Linked DNA regions of Mus musculus: region 2 is linked to region 1. Evidence: chromatin contacts called from public HiChIP or PLAC-seq data. All regions are on one chromosome and are shown on one strand. The core of a region is the stretch at or near the end of the contact, and the rest is flanking DNA. Distances in the headings are between cores, read along the strand shown. Region 1 overlaps 2210408I21Rik (RIKEN cDNA 2210408I21 gene). Region 2 overlaps A830082K12Rik (RIKEN cDNA A830082K12 gene).

What was found. HiChIP or PLAC-seq counts read pairs in DNA pulled down with a chosen protein or histone mark.
Region 2: a contact with region 1 is called in an H3K4me3 HiChIP or PLAC-seq map of embryonic forebrain, with 7 times the contacts expected there. The contact joins two enhancer-like sites. A contact is called at or near these places in 2 of 39 promoter capture datasets (HPC-7-derived erythroid cells and trophoblast stem cells) and 6 of 115 datasets of contacts at active chromatin or transcription factors (astrocytes, embryonic basal ganglia, embryonic forebrain and 3 more).

Annotation. Positions count from the first base shown.
Region 1 is chr13:77,396,228-77,400,176 of GRCm38.p6, forward strand. The region is part of intron 19 of 2210408I21Rik (RIKEN cDNA 2210408I21 gene); the gene reads left to right. Among named protein-coding and RNA genes, the nearest start is that of 2210408I21Rik, 260 kb to the left of the region's middle. Within about 2 kb of position 1,619, at least 31 of the 459 cell types and tissues checked have an H3K27ac peak or open chromatin away from gene starts, as enhancers often do. A contact at or near this core is called in embryonic forebrain, where this site is marked.
Region 2 is chr13:78,208,909-78,212,857 of GRCm38.p6, forward strand. The region is part of intron 1 of A830082K12Rik (RIKEN cDNA A830082K12 gene); the gene reads left to right. Among named protein-coding and RNA genes, the nearest start is that of Nr2f1, 12 kb to the left of the region's middle. Within about 2 kb of position 1,678, at least 71 of the 459 cell types and tissues checked have an H3K27ac peak or open chromatin away from gene starts, as enhancers often do. A contact at or near this core is called in embryonic forebrain, where this site is marked.

The sequences.
Region 1 (3,949 bases), core at 369-2,868:
ACAATAGAGTTCACGGAATAAAACAATGTGGCATGTATTTAATGACCTTTAAAATGTGTTGATACATTCTGTCAGGTCTTTGAAAGTGTCCTATGGTATAGAATCATCCATTGTCCTCTAAGCCAGACATGGTGTGACCCGAAGAAACAGTAATTAATACAACTGGAATTATATAGTCATGAATAAATTAAGTTTAAAATTATAATTTCTATCTCACATTGAAATATTTATATTTCCCTTGTATTGCAGTGGCTTAGTCAAGGCTTGAACGCCACAGAGCTCTGAGATAGTAGTGGAATAAAACAGTTATGTTCACCAGCCATCCCTCTCACACGAGCTCAGTAATTAAATATGGCTATGGGCATTTTTATCCACAGAGATTTACCAACTGCTGTAGCATTACACATTTATAGAAGGGTTTCTACACCTGCTTTTTAAAAAATGAAATAACCACAAATCACAGCAGCTTGAAGTATTTTCTTTAAAAAAAATAATAAAGTTTACCTCTAGGCCTTTGGTTTTAGCAGATACAAAGCCACTATCATTAGCCTACCATCCATTTTAATTTGAAATCCTAAGAACAAAAGTCATTAATAAGTCCTTTGTTATAGATTTAAAAAGAAGACGCCTTTTTAGTATTTGTATGTCATCATGCCAGGCCTAGAAAATTAGGCTAATTTATTATTTAAAACACTGGTGGGATTCCTAATTGCATTCATCATTAGATATGACACGTTTAGAACTGAGAACCATATCCAGTGAGAATTTTCCAGTTTGAATTTTGAAATAAAAATATTTTTCAAGAGATCCCTAGCTATTGCCTGTTACCATGGTAACAGTCCTATTTGTCTGAGAGCTCTGTCCGCTGCCAATGAGAGAGAGAGCAACGTCAACTAAACATACGAATACATCAAAGACAAATTCATATGCTCAATCTGATCAGCTCAATTAATGTAAGAACAGAAGCTGAAGGGGGTTAAAAGAGGGCACCCATTCAGGAGAGATGAAGCCCCTTTTAGCAGAATATACACGCCGGCCTTTTGGGGGAGGAATTTAGCACACTGTCAAAAACATTATCAGAGAAAGAAAGTAGTAGGGCCTCCTACACCTAACAGATATGAAGCTGTCAGACAAAGAATAGCACTATTCATTAAATGACACTTATTTTCTCCCACTTTACAAGAATACAGCGAACAAAACAAGCATGGAGCAGCTGAGAAAGACACTTTTTTCTTTTGCTAGTAATGATAGACATGCAGCAATTATGGTGATAACTAAGGAATACTAAACAAGAAGCCAGCCCCAACTCTGTTTATTACCTTAAATTTTATGTTACTAAATTTGCACGCATCTCCTGTTTTGTTTTATTATTAATGTCGGACAGAAATTAGATGCCTTTGTTTTTTTAACATCGTGCCTGGAGTTTGGTATAGCACCCCTCTAAACTCTGATTTCTCTCACTTTTCTTGTTAAAAGGCCATATCTAGTTGAAATGCTTTCGAAGTAGACATCGCCAAAACACAACACAACCACTGTTATCCACGTGAGGTGTACACAGTCCCCGGGAGGCTGCTTCATTAGTGAGAAGGGAGATTTTGGATGTTATGTTTTTTGGATACGGCTAAGCTGTGTTGCTTGCTACCTTTGCTCCCATGCTTCATTTTACAGAGTGCAGTGTGTTACACTGGGTGTCTGTCTGTGCTCATCACATTCACGTTTTTCTTCTTTTGCAATTGTAGGTGCTACGTAGTAGGAAAGCCATTTTCTGGGGTTTCTAACAGGTGCAGGCAACTAGAAGTTCCCCTAGGATCCTTGTCTTTTAAGAATCTTATGCTTAAGCCGTGATGATCTGATTTAAGACCCATTATCAATAGTCGGCTACTTATATCTGCATGATCTTGGACTGATTGATACTGACTTTGTAGCCATGTGCTCTGTAATGTGCTGTCAGGAAATGCTGACAGATGCAGTGAAAGAACAATAAATGTGGGGCAGCCGTAATGTAAAGGTCCAGCTAGGCTGGATGAAAACTGATAGCTAGAATATTGGCTCCTATGTTACCGATACACCAGTCCCGCTGAGAGTTTCCCTGGTGAGTGAATTAAAAATGGTCTCCTGATACCTAGAAGGGGCAGGGGGAAAATAATCTTCATTTAAGGAATTGCCGACTTTGCCAAAACATTGTTTCATAAGAACAGAGCCAAGGTTAAAAACAGAAAATACTCTCGGACTTAAAAATCTGGGCAGCCTGTCATGTCTGAGAAAGTATTGATTAAAAATCAATAACACAAAAGATCACTGTATCCACTTTTTATGATACTTAATGCATTTGTATAAAATTACATGACAAGACATCTCACTAGCATTCCTTCCGTAAAAGTATGGCATCTGATACTTTTAAAAAAATATTCTCGATCTTCAACATGCTCCGTGAATCTAGCTGGCATTTTGCCAGTACAGGTTTTTCTCAAAGGGCTGGGAAGAGAAGTCAGTTTCTTCCTAGTAGCTTCTTCTCCTCTCTAACTTAAAATGGAGCTATCACTGTTAGCTCAGGCTGTAATTTAATTTGTTCTCTTGATAGTTCTTATTTACATGATATTTTATACATACCCTTTCTATTACTATGTACCACCTCATAAGTCATAGTATTTAAAGATAATCAACACTTCAAGAGTGATGTCTCAAGTAACAAAGGATCCTAATGCATCCTAACACACAATTTTGTCCAAGTGTACAGTAATCAAGTATTATGTTTACTTTGAGACGAATACAAAATCTGATTTTGTCTTTAAATTTTATTTAGCTAGAAATATATAAAATGTAATAAGTATTTGTGCATTTTTTAAAATGTGGAGTCTCTGCTAGTATCTGTATGTATTGATTGGTATGTATAAATTAAGGCGAAACCCTCCTTAAAATTTTGATTTGTACCCTTTATAAAAGAAAGCAAAAATTATCTACTTTGTTTACAAAGTTATCTTTGGGAGATACTGAAGACTCTGATTTGATTTTAAAAAGAAAATAGTATTTTAAAGAATAATTTGATAAGGTACATTTAATTTTTCTTCAAATATTTTCAGGTATTAATTTAACACATTTAATATGACATTCAAAAATAAAAATTTTAAATGAAAAAATTTTAATGATACTCAAAGGATGTTTTCTTCTGGGAGTACTCAGAGAGTACACTGAGCAAATCATTGATAAAAATTTCATAACTATAATCATATGAAGTCAAGAACATGAACTTAATGCTACTATATCATTGACAAAACAGATCAAGGCCTCATTATGAACTGATGCACAAAGGCCTGGCTTAGATGTCTTCTGTGGATCCTTTTTAGCACGCAAAGTATTAACACAATAGACAATAATGGTTCCTTTGGAGCCATTAGGACCCATCATGTCAGGGTATGTTCAGGCATTTCTTAGCAGGTAGTACACAGACTCTTGTCATGATAAATCATAACAAGTCCAAAAGAATGATTATAACATTCTTGGGAATTTCATAATTTATAATTTATTACACTTTGAACATATCACATATGTGAATTTTAAATGATGCAATGATTTATGCTATTATCAATAAGCATTTTATGCATACATGCACCAAATTACATTATAAACCATGTAAACAGGCTAGATCACATGGAGTTATTCATAGTTTTCCCTGTCTAAGAACTTAAGTCCATATTGATCTTTATGAATATTCATAAAAGGCAATTCATCCTAAGCCTTATACCTTTCATGCTAAGTGTCAGCCTGGAGCAAATTTTCTGACCCTCATACCATGGACATTTGAAAGTAGGTGCTCCTGATGGAGAGCGTGACACGGACCAGGGCAGTGGTGCTGGTGGGCACCCGTCTAATTAGACGTTCTGTGTGCTCTGTTTAGTTAAAGCAGAACTCAGGGTTTGTACTAATGAAATCTTTTGAATGAAACCTCATT
Region 2 (3,949 bases), core at 428-2,927, 810 kb after region 1:
GGCAAGTCCGTTTGTGGCAAAGACTTGTCCACGCAAATTCAACATTGAATAAATTAACCTCAAACCAGCAAGTTGGGGTGTAGTAGTTTAGCAGGACTAATTGCAGACAATGTAGCTGAAATGACTTTTCCAATTAGCTGCTGGTTGGAGTTTAGTCGGAGGAACTGTCAGCTCCAACGATGGGTAATTGCTTTATTGCTCACAAAACTATCATCTATTTAGAACATATGTGCTAATTACTCTGGATGGGCGTCGACAAAGAGACCATAAATCTAATAGCACTTTAAAAAGTCTACAGTGTTTGTAAGTAACCCTAGTCCTTTCACTCTGTGATGGGGCCTAGGTTAGTGTGGCAGATGATTCTGGAAGGCTCAGGTTGGACTGGAGACACCAACGCCAACCGGTGCTCTGGTCAAACTGCATATGAAGAGCAAACGTCCTCTGCTTGCGTTCAGTGTGAAGGAGATAAATCACTATCATCACCACCAGACTCCCCACCCCCTTAACCGTACATCTTTTAAGTTTTTTTTTTCTCCGTAAAAGATTAGTTTAGAAATCTTTTAATTGGATTATGTTGGGAAATTAATCTCCTTTAGCCTTGGCTTAATTTATTGTGGATAGTGTCACGAAAGAAACCTTGTAACTGCAGTAAGGGCCATGTCCCTTTGTTTCTTTCCTTAGCGCTCCAAGGTCTCCCAGCTGCGGGCGACAGTGGTGCCTTAAAGTGTCTGGACTGAGAAAGGATGGAAAGACACATCTGGGTGGAAGGCCACAGGAGTCCCAAGTCTTTTTCCTTTGTCTTAAACGCACCCTTCTGTTCCGGATTCTGTAGCTTCAAATCCCCCATCCCCACTGCACCGCGCTTTGATCTACAATTCAGGGGACCTGCTACCCAGGAAGCAGGTTGGGGAGGCTGGAGGAGGAAGCGGAGTACCCAGTAGCGGACTTCCAGGCACACTGACTCCTTTGCTTTCTCTATCGCAATCTCCTCCTCCTGCATCCCCAGCTGGGAGCCAGCTATTAACAGATATTCCCCACCTCTCTGAGAAAAAAGATAAAAGAAGAAAAAAGAAACCCGTTCAGCTAGCTTTTGGCGTCGTCCTCTACTCAACTCTGTAGACACTTCTTGACTTGCACAGAGCTTGAGATGGGCTAGAGTCCATTCCTAGCACCGGCGCGTTGTTTTGGCTGCGACCTCCGGTTCTGCCTCCTCGCTGCGCGCGGGAAGCCGCGTTCAGCTTGACTAGGGCGGTAGAGGGAAGCGGAGGTAGAGCCCGGCTGGCCGTGCCTCAGCGGGAGATAACAACATCTGCCTGAAACGGGATACCTACTTTTGCAGCTCAATTTAGCTCTTAATAGCAGTCCTCTGAGGTGTGCTTAATTGATGGGGATAAAGGCGTAATGACTTGACAGGGAGACGCCAATGATCCTTTAATATACTTTTAAAAGAACAACAACCACCCCAAACACCCGCGGGTCCTCGCTCGGTAGGGAGTGTGTGGGAGGAGGAAGAGCGGGTCAGGCTGGGAAAGTGCGCTGAGCTGGTCCTACCTGGGGAAGCGCCTAAGTGCCCTGGCTCTCGGGAGCCAGCCGGCGCTCAGGCCAGTCCGGCCCAGTGTTTTCCAGTAGCTGCTGGGAGGGAAGGGCAGCCTAGTGAGCTAAGGTTGTCAAGTGTGGAAGGTCTGATTGGCAGTGAGGAAGCTAGAGACCCGGAGATGCTGTCCATTGCTAGGCTCTGGATTGCCTCACGTCTGCCAGCCTCCGCAGGCCGGGACGCCCTCCGGTCTGATGCCTGAGTAAGGGTCGAATGTGGGTGCTCTGCGGGACCTCACAGAATTCTGTCCTTCGGATAGCCTTAGAAGGTCTCGAGGAGCACGCGCCGTGTGAGAGTGCGTGTGTGCGCAAGCCGCCCCCAAATGCAGAGTTGGGACACAGCAGCCCTGAGCACGTCTAGGTCCGGGGCTCCCAGAGCCCTGAGACCAGACACTCGAGAGTTTATCTGCTCTGGAGGCAGGTCCCAAAGCTGGGTCAAAGCAAACCCTGAGCAGTTTCGGCTTAGGACCTCAGCTCAACTACCCTCTCTTCAGTAGCTTCCCTTTTTTTGGCCCAATTTCCCTTTGCGTAGTTCCAGATGGATCTTTAGGGTTAAAGGAATGTTAACTAGGCTCAGACTGAGTAAGGTTCACACTAGCACCTTAAGAAAAGGGGGTGGATAATCGGGTCTCCTTTTCTGTTTGCCCAGGATAAGGGCAGCAGTGACTTTAGCTGGTTTGTGCAAACCTCTTGTTGCACCCTTTCGAGAGGAATTACCTTAATGCTCCAGGGTACACTCGCACTGCACACAGAAGGAGAAATCACTCCTCAAATTGGGTTGCTGTAAGAAATCGCAGGTGTTTAAGTTGTAGCTATTGTCTACCTTAAGCACACACAACAGGGACCAAAGAATGTTAAGAAACTGACTTTCCCCAAATCCTCTTGTGGAGGAAGTATATGTTGCGGGGCTAGGAAATCTTCAAGGTCAAGAATTTCAAGACCTGAAATTAAGAATCCTAATTCCAAGTGTGTGTTTTCTTGGCGTGATTCCATCCTTCTGCGGGTCGCTGTCCAACCTCACCTAGAGTGATTCTGTCCCGATTCACCCAAGGTCCTAAGCCTAAATTCCTGGCCTGCCTGATGACTCCTACTCAGATGCACCCTTCTCCTGAAGCTGGGGAGGGGTGGGTTCTGGCTGAAGACCGGCTCTGGCCAGGGTATCCAGGCCTCTCAAAGGCCCAATGCTCTTTGGGAGGCCCTGACCTGGCTGCTGAGCACCCTTGTCCACGGGGTGGGGTGGGGTGGAGGGAGGTGGATCCTTGCGATCTCGGTGTAGGCAAATTCAGGCTCCTTCTCCTCACAGCCAAGGGTCCTTACTCTCCTGTGTAACCTCAACCCACAAAAGGAAGGCCCTTGGGCCGAATTATTCGGTCTGAGGACTAAGCTTTCCCTTCCTGGCCTGGGAAACTGTAGTCTCAAATTCCATTTTGCCAAGAGCTGCTTCTGCAAGGGAAGTCCTCATCCTGCCTCTGTCACAGGGTCATCACCAGGTGCTGAGTGCGAGTGCCCGGCCAAGCACTGCCAGAGTCTCCTGCTAGAGATCCTCGTGCTAGGCTGCCGCAGGGCATTAACAGGCCATGGTCTTGGTGGCACTGAAGGCCACCGACAGGTTAACCCTTGCAATGACAAAGTCCGCAGCTTGCTCAGGGGTATTCTGGAAGGAACCGTGGCCTGGCCGAGGGTGTGTGTGTGTAGGGGGGTGGGTGGGTGGCGCACGCTCCCCAAACCCGGTGCGGGTCCCTGGGCTCACTGGGACCTCGGGTCATTCTTGCTAAGTGCCTAGGAATAGGCCCCACGGAAGTGTAAGCTGCCCAGTCGACCCGCTGTCGGTTGAAACTGCTTTTGCAAGTCATTGCCTGGGTGTTGGCCAAAGCTTGGGGGCCTCGCAGCTCTTGAGGGCTGCCTGAAGATGCAACATGCCTGTCAATGGTGTTGGAAGGGAGGAAAAACCCGTAGGAGGGCACGGTTGTAGAACCTCAAAGCAGAATTTTCATTTTAAGGAAGATCCTGGGTTTAAGAAGCAGAAGAGCTAGTGGAAGTTAATGATGGCCTTCTATTTTTAATATCGATTCCCTCCCACCCCGCCTCGTGTGTGGTAGTGCACATGCCTGGATTGTGTGGAGGTCAGAGAACAACTTTCAGGATTCAGTTCTCCTTCCACAGGTTCGAACTCAGGTAGACAGGCGTGGTGACAAATGTCTTTTTATCTTGTGGGCTCCTCCTCCTATACATTAAAGCATCTATCTGAAGATTAGGGTGACACGGACAAACTTTCAGTGTCATTCATAGCATACCAAATCTTAAGAGTGTTTCCAGAGGTCGCTTTATGATCTCTCAGTTTAGGAAGATAATTTTT